3 separate regions of the Sus scrofa genome follow, and regions 2 and 3 are each linked to region 1. A link is a contact called in public Hi-C and HiChIP or PLAC-seq data. All regions are on one chromosome and are shown on one strand. Each heading gives the region's core, a stretch centred on a gene start, on an enhancer-like site or on the middle of the called end of the contact. The rest is flanking DNA. Distances are from core to core; before and after follow the strand shown. Region 1 has its middle 3.2 kb from the start of EXTL3. Region 2 overlaps EXTL3 (exostosin-like 3). Region 3 overlaps EXTL3 (exostosin-like 3).

What was found. Hi-C and Micro-C count contacts between places; a contact is called where the count stands out from the background. HiChIP or PLAC-seq counts read pairs in DNA pulled down with a chosen protein or histone mark.
Region 2: an H3K27ac HiChIP or PLAC-seq map of alveolar macrophages shows a contact between it and region 1. The contact joins two enhancer-like sites. A contact is called at or near these places in 1 of 5 promoter capture datasets (liver), 19 of 47 Hi-C or Micro-C datasets (adipose tissue, alveolar macrophages, brain and 11 more) and 2 of 2 datasets of contacts at active chromatin or transcription factors (alveolar macrophages and skeletal muscle).
Region 3: a contact with region 1 is called in a Hi-C map of omental adipose tissue, with 2.9 times the contacts expected there. The contact joins two enhancer-like sites. A contact is called at or near these places in 1 of 5 promoter capture datasets (liver), 25 of 47 Hi-C or Micro-C datasets (adipose tissue, alveolar macrophages, brain and 12 more) and 2 of 2 datasets of contacts at active chromatin or transcription factors (alveolar macrophages and skeletal muscle).

Annotation. Positions count from the first base shown.
Region 1 is chr14:12,433,012-12,435,719 of Sscrofa11.1, reverse strand. No RefSeq gene overlaps it. Among named protein-coding and RNA genes, the nearest start is that of EXTL3, 3.2 kb to the left of the region's middle. Within about 2 kb of position 1,354, at least 6 of the 83 cell types and tissues checked have an H3K27ac peak or open chromatin away from gene starts, as enhancers often do. A contact at or near this core is called in alveolar macrophages and omental adipose tissue, where this site is marked.
Region 2 is chr14:12,548,271-12,550,978 of Sscrofa11.1, reverse strand. All of the region lies in intron 6 of EXTL3 (exostosin-like 3), which reads right to left. Among named protein-coding and RNA genes, the nearest start is that of EXTL3, 110 kb to the right of the region's middle. Within about 2 kb of position 1,373, at least 1 of the 83 cell types and tissues checked has an H3K27ac peak or open chromatin away from gene starts, as enhancers often do. A contact at or near this core is called in alveolar macrophages, where this site is marked.
Region 3 is chr14:12,525,956-12,528,663 of Sscrofa11.1, reverse strand. The region is part of intron 3 of EXTL3 (exostosin-like 3); the gene reads right to left. Among named protein-coding and RNA genes, the nearest start is that of EXTL3, 90 kb to the right of the region's middle. Within about 2 kb of position 1,398, at least 2 of the 83 cell types and tissues checked have an H3K27ac peak or open chromatin away from gene starts, as enhancers often do. A contact at or near this core is called in omental adipose tissue, where this site is marked.

The DNA of each region.
Region 1 (2,708 bases), core at 105-2,604:
GACTTCATTTTTTTGGCTGCACCTGCAGCATATGCACATTCCCAGGCCAGGGATCAAATTCAAGCCACAGCTGTGATCTACACCACAGCTGTGGCAATGCCAGATCCTTAACCCGCCACACCACAGCAGGAACTCCCCAATATGATTTCATCTTAATCAAGTTTACTTGCAATGACCCTGTTCCAAATAAGGTCCCATTCTGAGGTGCCGGAGATTAGGACTTGAATCTATAATTTGGGGGTGGGGGGTGAGAATTAATAGGGAGAGAAGCTTGGGACTCAAAGTGTAATCTTATGAAAATGGCACCCACCCAATGACAAAATAATGGTAATAATATATAAAGTCTCAAATGTATCCAAACCCTGACAATTTAAACACAGTAAAGCCAAATCAATTACCACATTCTTCTTTCTGTCCTCTAACACCTTCCAGGCCTCTTCAGTGGGATCAAGGATGTTAGTGGAATAAGGAAGCCCCCAGCTTCACAGACAGTAGATCTGGTATGTCTGGCTTCCTGCAGGAAGGGCTTGGAGAAGGTGTGTCAGGTGCCTGGGAGGAGGTGGCCTGCCTGCATTTGAGCCTCAGCACAAGGGCAGAGAGGCCATGAGTGGAGGATTATAGGAAGCGGGGTCCTCATCACTGGGGGGCACACAGCATAGCCTCCTGGGAAGAACTCAGCTTTAGTTCTAGAGGCTAAGAGCCTCACAGCTTGGGAAGGGTGCCTGCAAAGGTGGAATCAGTCTTTCTGAGCGAGCCAGCCTCCCGCATTTAACCTCATCCATGGGTGGGATGAGAAGCTTTAAATCTTCACTGAGCCTGGTCACCTGCCTTCTGAAGTGATGGGGAGAAGATGTCAGAGAATGAAGCCCTGCCTGTTACTTGCAGAAGCTTTTGTTTGTTAATTCTTCTGAAAGTATCAGAAGCCCAATCAGAGGTGTGCTGATAAAACAGCTGGCCCTCCAGAAGAAAATCTCTGATTCGTGGTGTTTGTAGATTTCTGTGGTGTTTTCTCCTAGGGCTGATCTCAAGCTACCAACATGAGGTCACTGAACGCAGGGCTGGAGGCCAGCAGGCCACGTCACCAAGCCTGGAAAATGGCTTCACAGTCTCAAGCAGGGAGGCAGCCAGGGAGCCGCTTGAGCAGCCCAGGAAGGTGCAGGCAGAAGGGCAGCCCTTGTGGATTTGCAGCAGGGCCTCCAACTGGGCAACAGTGCTAGCAGGGAGCCCTGAGCAGGGCGGGTCTCAGTGAGAAACCGGGAACACACTCAGCCCCCAGGCAATGGGGATGGGGCAGGACAGGGAGTCTAAATTTAGGAGGAGGAAGTGCATTCTTTCTCTTTTTAGGGCTGAGCTCAGGGCATGTGGAAGTTCCCAGGCTAGGGGTTGAATTGCAGCTGTAGCCACTGGCCTATGCCACAGCCATAGCAACTCGGGGTCTGACCCACATCTGTGACTTACACCACAGCTCACGGCAACGCCGGATCCTTAACCCACTGAACAAGGCCAGGGATCGAGCCTGCGTCCTCATGGGTACTAGTCAGATTCCTTTCCGCTTCGCCATGATGGAAACTCCAGGAAGTGCATTCTTGCAGAGCTGAGAGAGGCCACCCCAGTCTGGGTAAGAGGAATAGGACAGGCAGCTTCAGAGCCCAAGTGGAGCAATGGGATTGTCCGCAGGCTGGAGGGCAACATCCCTCTTTCACTTCCCGTCTCTGGGCATCCCTCCCCTCCACAAGATGATCTTGCCAGAAAGAGAGGTTTAGGGTAGAGCTTCCAGGGTTCACATGAGGTCACTGGGCTAAATCCCACAAGGGCTTCCTCCCAGTTTAGGGACTTGGTACCAGGCTGAGCCGAGGAGAGGACACATGTGCTCATGTTAGACCCGGGAAAGCTTGTGCCAAGGCAGGTAACAAAACCAAGAGAAACCACTGGGTCTCCTGTCACTTAAGAATTACCTTAGGGACCCTGTATATGGTGCAGGCTAGGGCTGCACCTGGGCTACAGCCTAACCCAGCAGTTCACTCTGTTTTCAACATTGATCTTCTGCAGTGATCCCCCACACATGGTGATCTTTCTCATGGGCAAAGATGATCATACACATGTTCCTTTCTGCTTAAACACCTTTCCTTGGGTCAAGTTCACTCTCTTTTGCACAGGGCACAAGATCCGGCTTTCCCGGATCTGATATCTATTCATCTGCTGCTCTGCTCCTGATAACTTCACTTTATCTGGGTTCCCATTCCCAAACTAGCTATGTTTGCTTGATGCTAGGCCCTCATAGTTTCTTTTCCCTCTGAGTTTCTACTCTTTCTATGAGTCACTCCCATGCCAGGCAAGGATCTTGGATCACATCTATAGTTTTATTATTAAATCCTCGAGGGGTTTGAGGTGTTTTTTTTTAGGGCCGCACTGCAGCATATGGAGGTTCCCAGGCTAGGGGTCAAATCGGAGCTGCAGCTGCCAGCCTACACCACAGCCACAGCAACGCCAGATCCAAGCCATGTCTGTGACCTACCCAAGCTCATGCAACTGGATCCTTAACCCACTGAGTGGGGCCAGGGATTGAATCTGAGTGCTCATGGCTACTAGTCAGGTTTGTTACCACAAAGCCACAGTGTGAATTCCAACTTTCATGTTTTTTTAAACTTTCTTTTACTGTGGCAAAATATATGTAACATAAAATTTGCCATTTGGTGAACATCTCCTCA
Region 2 (2,708 bases), core at 124-2,623, 120 kb before region 1:
GTTAAGACTTTCTCCTTATAGCCTCCATGTCTCTTAACTGCTCTTATTTTTCCATCTCCTTATAACTCAATACTTCATCAGAAATTTCTTCAGATTTACCTTCAAGATCATTAATTTTTTTCTTTAGCTATATCTTATCTTTTTATCCCATTCACAGAGATTTTCATTTTAATAACTATAATTTTCATTTCCAATTGTTCTATTTAGGTCTTTCAAATTTACTTGTTCTTTTTTCTTTATGAATATGACTATCTTTTCCTGAATAATTTTAAAGTTATTTTTATTATTATAAATTAAGAAAAAAAAATTGAATGGCCCATCATGTTCACTGTGGCTAAAAAGCAATCATCACATACAGCCAATATCGGCCATCAAAAGTCAAGTCTTTGGAGGAGTTCCCATCGTGGCACAGCAGAAACAAATCCAACTAGTACCCATGAGGATGGGAGTTCGATCCCCAGCCTCATTCAGTGGGTTAAGGATCCAGCATTGCCGTGAACTGTGGTACAGGCCGCAGGCAGAAGTCAGATGTAGCATTGCTATGACTGTGGTGTAGGCCAGCAGCTACAGCTCTGATTCGACCCCTAGACTGGGAACCTCCATTTGCCGAGGGTGCGGCCCTAAAAAGACAAAAAAAGAAAAAAGAAAAGAAAAAAAAAAAAAAAAGAAGAAGAAGCCAGATTTCTGGAGCTGAAATTGAGGAAGGATCATAATCACAGGCCAGGGCTCCCAGGGACAGTCACCTCAGAGCCAAAACGCTGAGGAAGTCATAACCCTCACAGAACCACCAGTCCCCTTCTTTGCCTCCTGCTCACCAGCAGCTCTGTAGAGCCCTTTTGGTTTACAGTCAACAACCAGTGACTTACTACTCTTCCCACAGCTTTCACAGAAGCAGGAGACGGATGTCAACAATTTAATTAAACAGCATCTACATCAAGTATTCTCCCTGTACCTAAAAATCTTCCTCATCTCGGATGCCAGCACTCAACCTCCGGGGGAAACACCCCCTAACCTGCAAATGACTCCACTGTGGCACAAAGAAGTTATTTTATACTGTTGTTTTCACTGAAGCAGTAGTTTCCAAATAAGTATTTTTAATTATGTAACTCATCAGTAAAAAACTTTGAGACTGCAAACCCCAGTGTATGTAGTTAAATATATGTTTATACTTTACATAATAAAACATACAAAAATTAAGAAGAATAAAGTAACAACTATACTATAAACTGAAGTGTGAACATTTACTTAAGCAGTATCATGAGTATTTCACATGGGAACATTCCGGGTAACTCAGTTGGACTAAGAGAGGTTATGCTCAGTAATGCTAAGGAAAATCCCTAATAGATATTGAGAACTTACGCAACATTAGTATTAAGGCACTTACTTATGAATCCTCTCTCTGCTTCCTTATGCCCTAAGCTATCTATCTTCTCAATGTTTTCTTGGTGACTTTTGCGGGGGCGGGGGGGGGGGTGCTGACCACAGCATATGGAGTTCCCAGGCCAGGGATCAGAGCCAAGCCACAGTTGTGACCTAAGCCGCAGCTGTGGCAATGCTGGAGCCTTAACCCACTGTGCCAGGCCAGGAATCGAACCTGTGACCCAGCACTCTCAAGATGCTGATCCCATTGCGCCACAGTGGGAACTCCTCTTTGTAACTTTTTAATCCTTTATTCTGTATGAAACCTATTTACATTCTGTATTTTTCTCTTCCTCAAGAAGATAACAGTACATTATTCAAACAATAATATGAAATTAACTCCCTGTTGTTTATTTAGTCAATACTGTTAGGATATTAACACTATTAAAATACTGCTATCATATAAAACAGTCATACCTTCCTAATTATAACAAGGGAAGGGACAGTGAAAAGTTGAAGTATTTAAAGCAAAAAATAATTACTATTTTATTACATAAAATAGTATGTATCTGATAATACTAAAAGTAGGTAAATTAATGAAAATAATTAGTTCAAACTGGTTCTATAATATGAAGTAAACAAATGGACTCAATTTGAAGGAATTAACTCAGAATTTGAAAATAGGCTCAATTTATTGAGCTTTTGATTTTAAAAAGTCATCCTGATTTTGATTTGAACTCTCCTTATATTTCCAAAAGATCAAGAAAATTCACAGAGGATACTTATTCAAGTTTTCACTTGGGAAATTTGTACGATGTATATACCATGTACACATTATTTCCATCTTACTCTCTACACTGAAGAGACATTTAACTAATGAAACACTGGCCTAATAATAACAAACACACTTCAATGATGATGAAAAATTCATCATGTCTGTGAGTACTTCAGGTGACTGATGGTATTATTAGGTACCTAATTACTCAGATACTTTAAGTTTTCATGGATAATGTCTTCTGATCTACTAGGGAGGTATAAACAGAAAGTATGTATCTTGGCTGAAGTCCAGTCCGTGACTACACAAGAAAGGATATATAAAAAATAGAAAATTGTACCCATCATTAATTTCTAAGACTCTTGCCTCCCTACCTTAAAGTTTCCAAAGAAGTGTACTTTTCATTGTTTAGTATCAGATCTACCACTGTATCTGGAAAGCATGCTTTTTTATATAAAAATATCATTATCATTCACAGTTAAACCCACACAATTTGGTGTATTATTTTGCTAATTATTCTTTTGTGAGGCTTTAGCAGAAGGCTAAGAAATCAAAGAAACCATGGGGAAATCAG
Region 3 (2,708 bases), core at 149-2,648, 93 kb before region 1:
CTTCTCTGTCCTTAAAGCAGAGGCCTCATGTTTCAATCCATTCATTCTAGTATACTTAGAATCGAGTTAGTTCAGAGCTAGAAGGGCCTTGGCAGTCACCCAGTCACCTTTCACTTGACACGTGGACAACCAGCTAGACTCTTAACTCGTACCTCCTAACTCCAAGTCAGTTTCTGCTAAACTTAGGGAAATTTATAAACCTCACCCCATGGAAAATACATTACTAATTTGTGTACTATCAAGAAATAGGACTTCCCATGTGGCTCACAAGAGATAACAATGCTGCAAATAAGAAGAGGTGAGATAGTTTATCATTTAGAATGTTTACTTTAATAAAGAGCTTGTTAAGATGTTGCCTCGGTCCCAGAGGAGTTCCTACCAAGGAAAAACAAGGACAAATCTACAACAGATTTGCTACCACAGAGAGCAGATGTCAGAGCCAAGCAGTAGACAGAGAAATCCACCTTGCCCTGTGGCCCTTCTGACCAATATAAAAAGCCCCAAGCTTGGAGCCTCCGCCTCCCAAGCTTCGGTTCAGCAGTGACAGAACAAAGGTACTGAACCGTGGGTCAAGGCACAGAGAGGAGCAAGGAGGGGAGACAAGGCCACTTGTTCACCATGGTGGCTGCCAGGCTCTACCCCCAGGGAGTGGGAGAGTGGCCAGAAGTAGCAGAAGCCAAATGCCAACCTCAGTGATGGTAAAATGCCATCTATCTTATGGCACACCCAATTTCAGAGACAGGGAAATGTAAAATGATGTCCACTTCAGAATCAATGGACTACAGCCACTGTTCAAACACTTGCCCCCACAACTATCCTCAGATCATTCATGGTACTTTCTTATAACTGGCATTCACTTCATACAGAACTGCCGTACTGCCAGCTCAGGTGAATGAAGCTCTCAACTCTACCAGTGAACACATGAAGCTTAATATCTAGTAACCAATACGCAAAGCTTAAAATGAAGGGAAAAAAAAATCACTGAAACATCCAATTCTTGAATATTCAATTGTGGATTAGCAGTTTTACAGGTTAATCACCAGGAGGATTACCTACAGCACAATTAGTAATCCAGGAACACTGCACAGAGCTTTAGTACTCAAAGTGTGGTCCAAAGGCCAGCAACGTGGCCTCACCTGGGACTCTGTTAGAAATGCAGGACTGCAGCTCTTCCTTAAACCTACCAAGTCAGAATCTGCATTTTAACAAGATCCCCAAGCGAGTCCTAAGCACATTAAAGTTTGAGAGGCGCTGTACAGAGGAAAAAGCATGGCTCTGAAATCAATCAGGAAAGCTTGAGTTCAGGAGTTCCCCTTTGTGGCTCAGCAAATTAAGAATCCCACTAGTATCCATGAGGATTCAGCTTCAATCCCCGGCCTCGCTCAGTGGGTTAAGGATCCTGTGTGGCTGTGGCTGTGGTGTAGGCAGACAACTGCAGCTCCAATTCCACCCCTAGCCCTGGGGCTTCATATGCCACAGGTGCAGCCCTAAAAGGAAAACAATCTGAGTTCAGATTCCAATTCTAGCAGCTACTAGATGAACATAAGTAAGCAACCTCTCTGCTAAATCAACATACCACCCTATTGTGTGAAAACATGACAACCCTACTAACAACCTCTTAATCTAAAACAAGAAACAACAAAAAAACCCAAAAGGATCATGATTTGATCTCTAGGACATATTCAAACTTTTTGCCCAATTACAAAGTAACCAATTCAAGAGGACCTGATTGTCTTTTGGAAGACTTAGAGCGGAAGGTCTCATATCAAATGTGTCTTGGCCTAGCTTTCATATCCAGCTTTTTGAGCAAGTTTATTAAAGTCCATTAAGAGGCCAAGTCCATTAAGAATACATTCCCTGGATTCCAGGAATACAGCACACATACCATCTCTGCTCATCCTGGCACAACTCCTCTGGGCTGAATGACAGCAAGATCTTTAGGATTAGGGAACCAAAACAACAGCCATCAGAATGAAAGAAAAGCTTTTAAGGATTCACAGAAGCAGAGCAACAAGTAGGCGGCAGCTTATTTGTGATGAGCTCATCAACAACTGTGGTCGGCAGGTCTGCTTTAAGGATTTAGAGTGGTGGTTCTCTGCTAGGGGTGATTTTGACCCCCAAGGGACATTTAACAATGTCTGTGGACATTTCTGGTTGTCACGGATGGGTGGGGGTCAGGGGGTGGTGAGCTTCTTGCATCTAGTGGGCAAAGGCCAGGGATGCTGCTAAATCCTGCAGTGCACAAGACTGCCCACCCCCACCCACCCCCGCCACAGCACCACAGAGAATTAAGCAGCCCGAACATCACAATGCCACTGCTGAGACACCCTGATTTTGTTTTTTGGGGTTTTTTGGCTACATACACACCCGTGGCATGTACAAGTTCCTGGGCCAGGGATAGAACCTGCATCACAGCAGCAACCCAAGCTGCTACAGTGACAACACCAGATCCTTAACCCGCTGTGCCACAAGAGCACTCAAGACACAATGATTTAGACTCAACCACCAGGAGATAAATGTAATTTGTAACTTAAGCACAATCACCTTTTCCTCATAACCAAAAAGAGATTTCTGCCCTTATAAATTTTGCAAATACAAATGAAAATTAAGGGGGAAGTAAAAGCTTTCTTCTCTCAGTTTTGCTTCAAAGCCATAGTGCTTAATGGCTAGTCAAAAGCTCAGCAAACCAATCATTACCCATTCTGGCA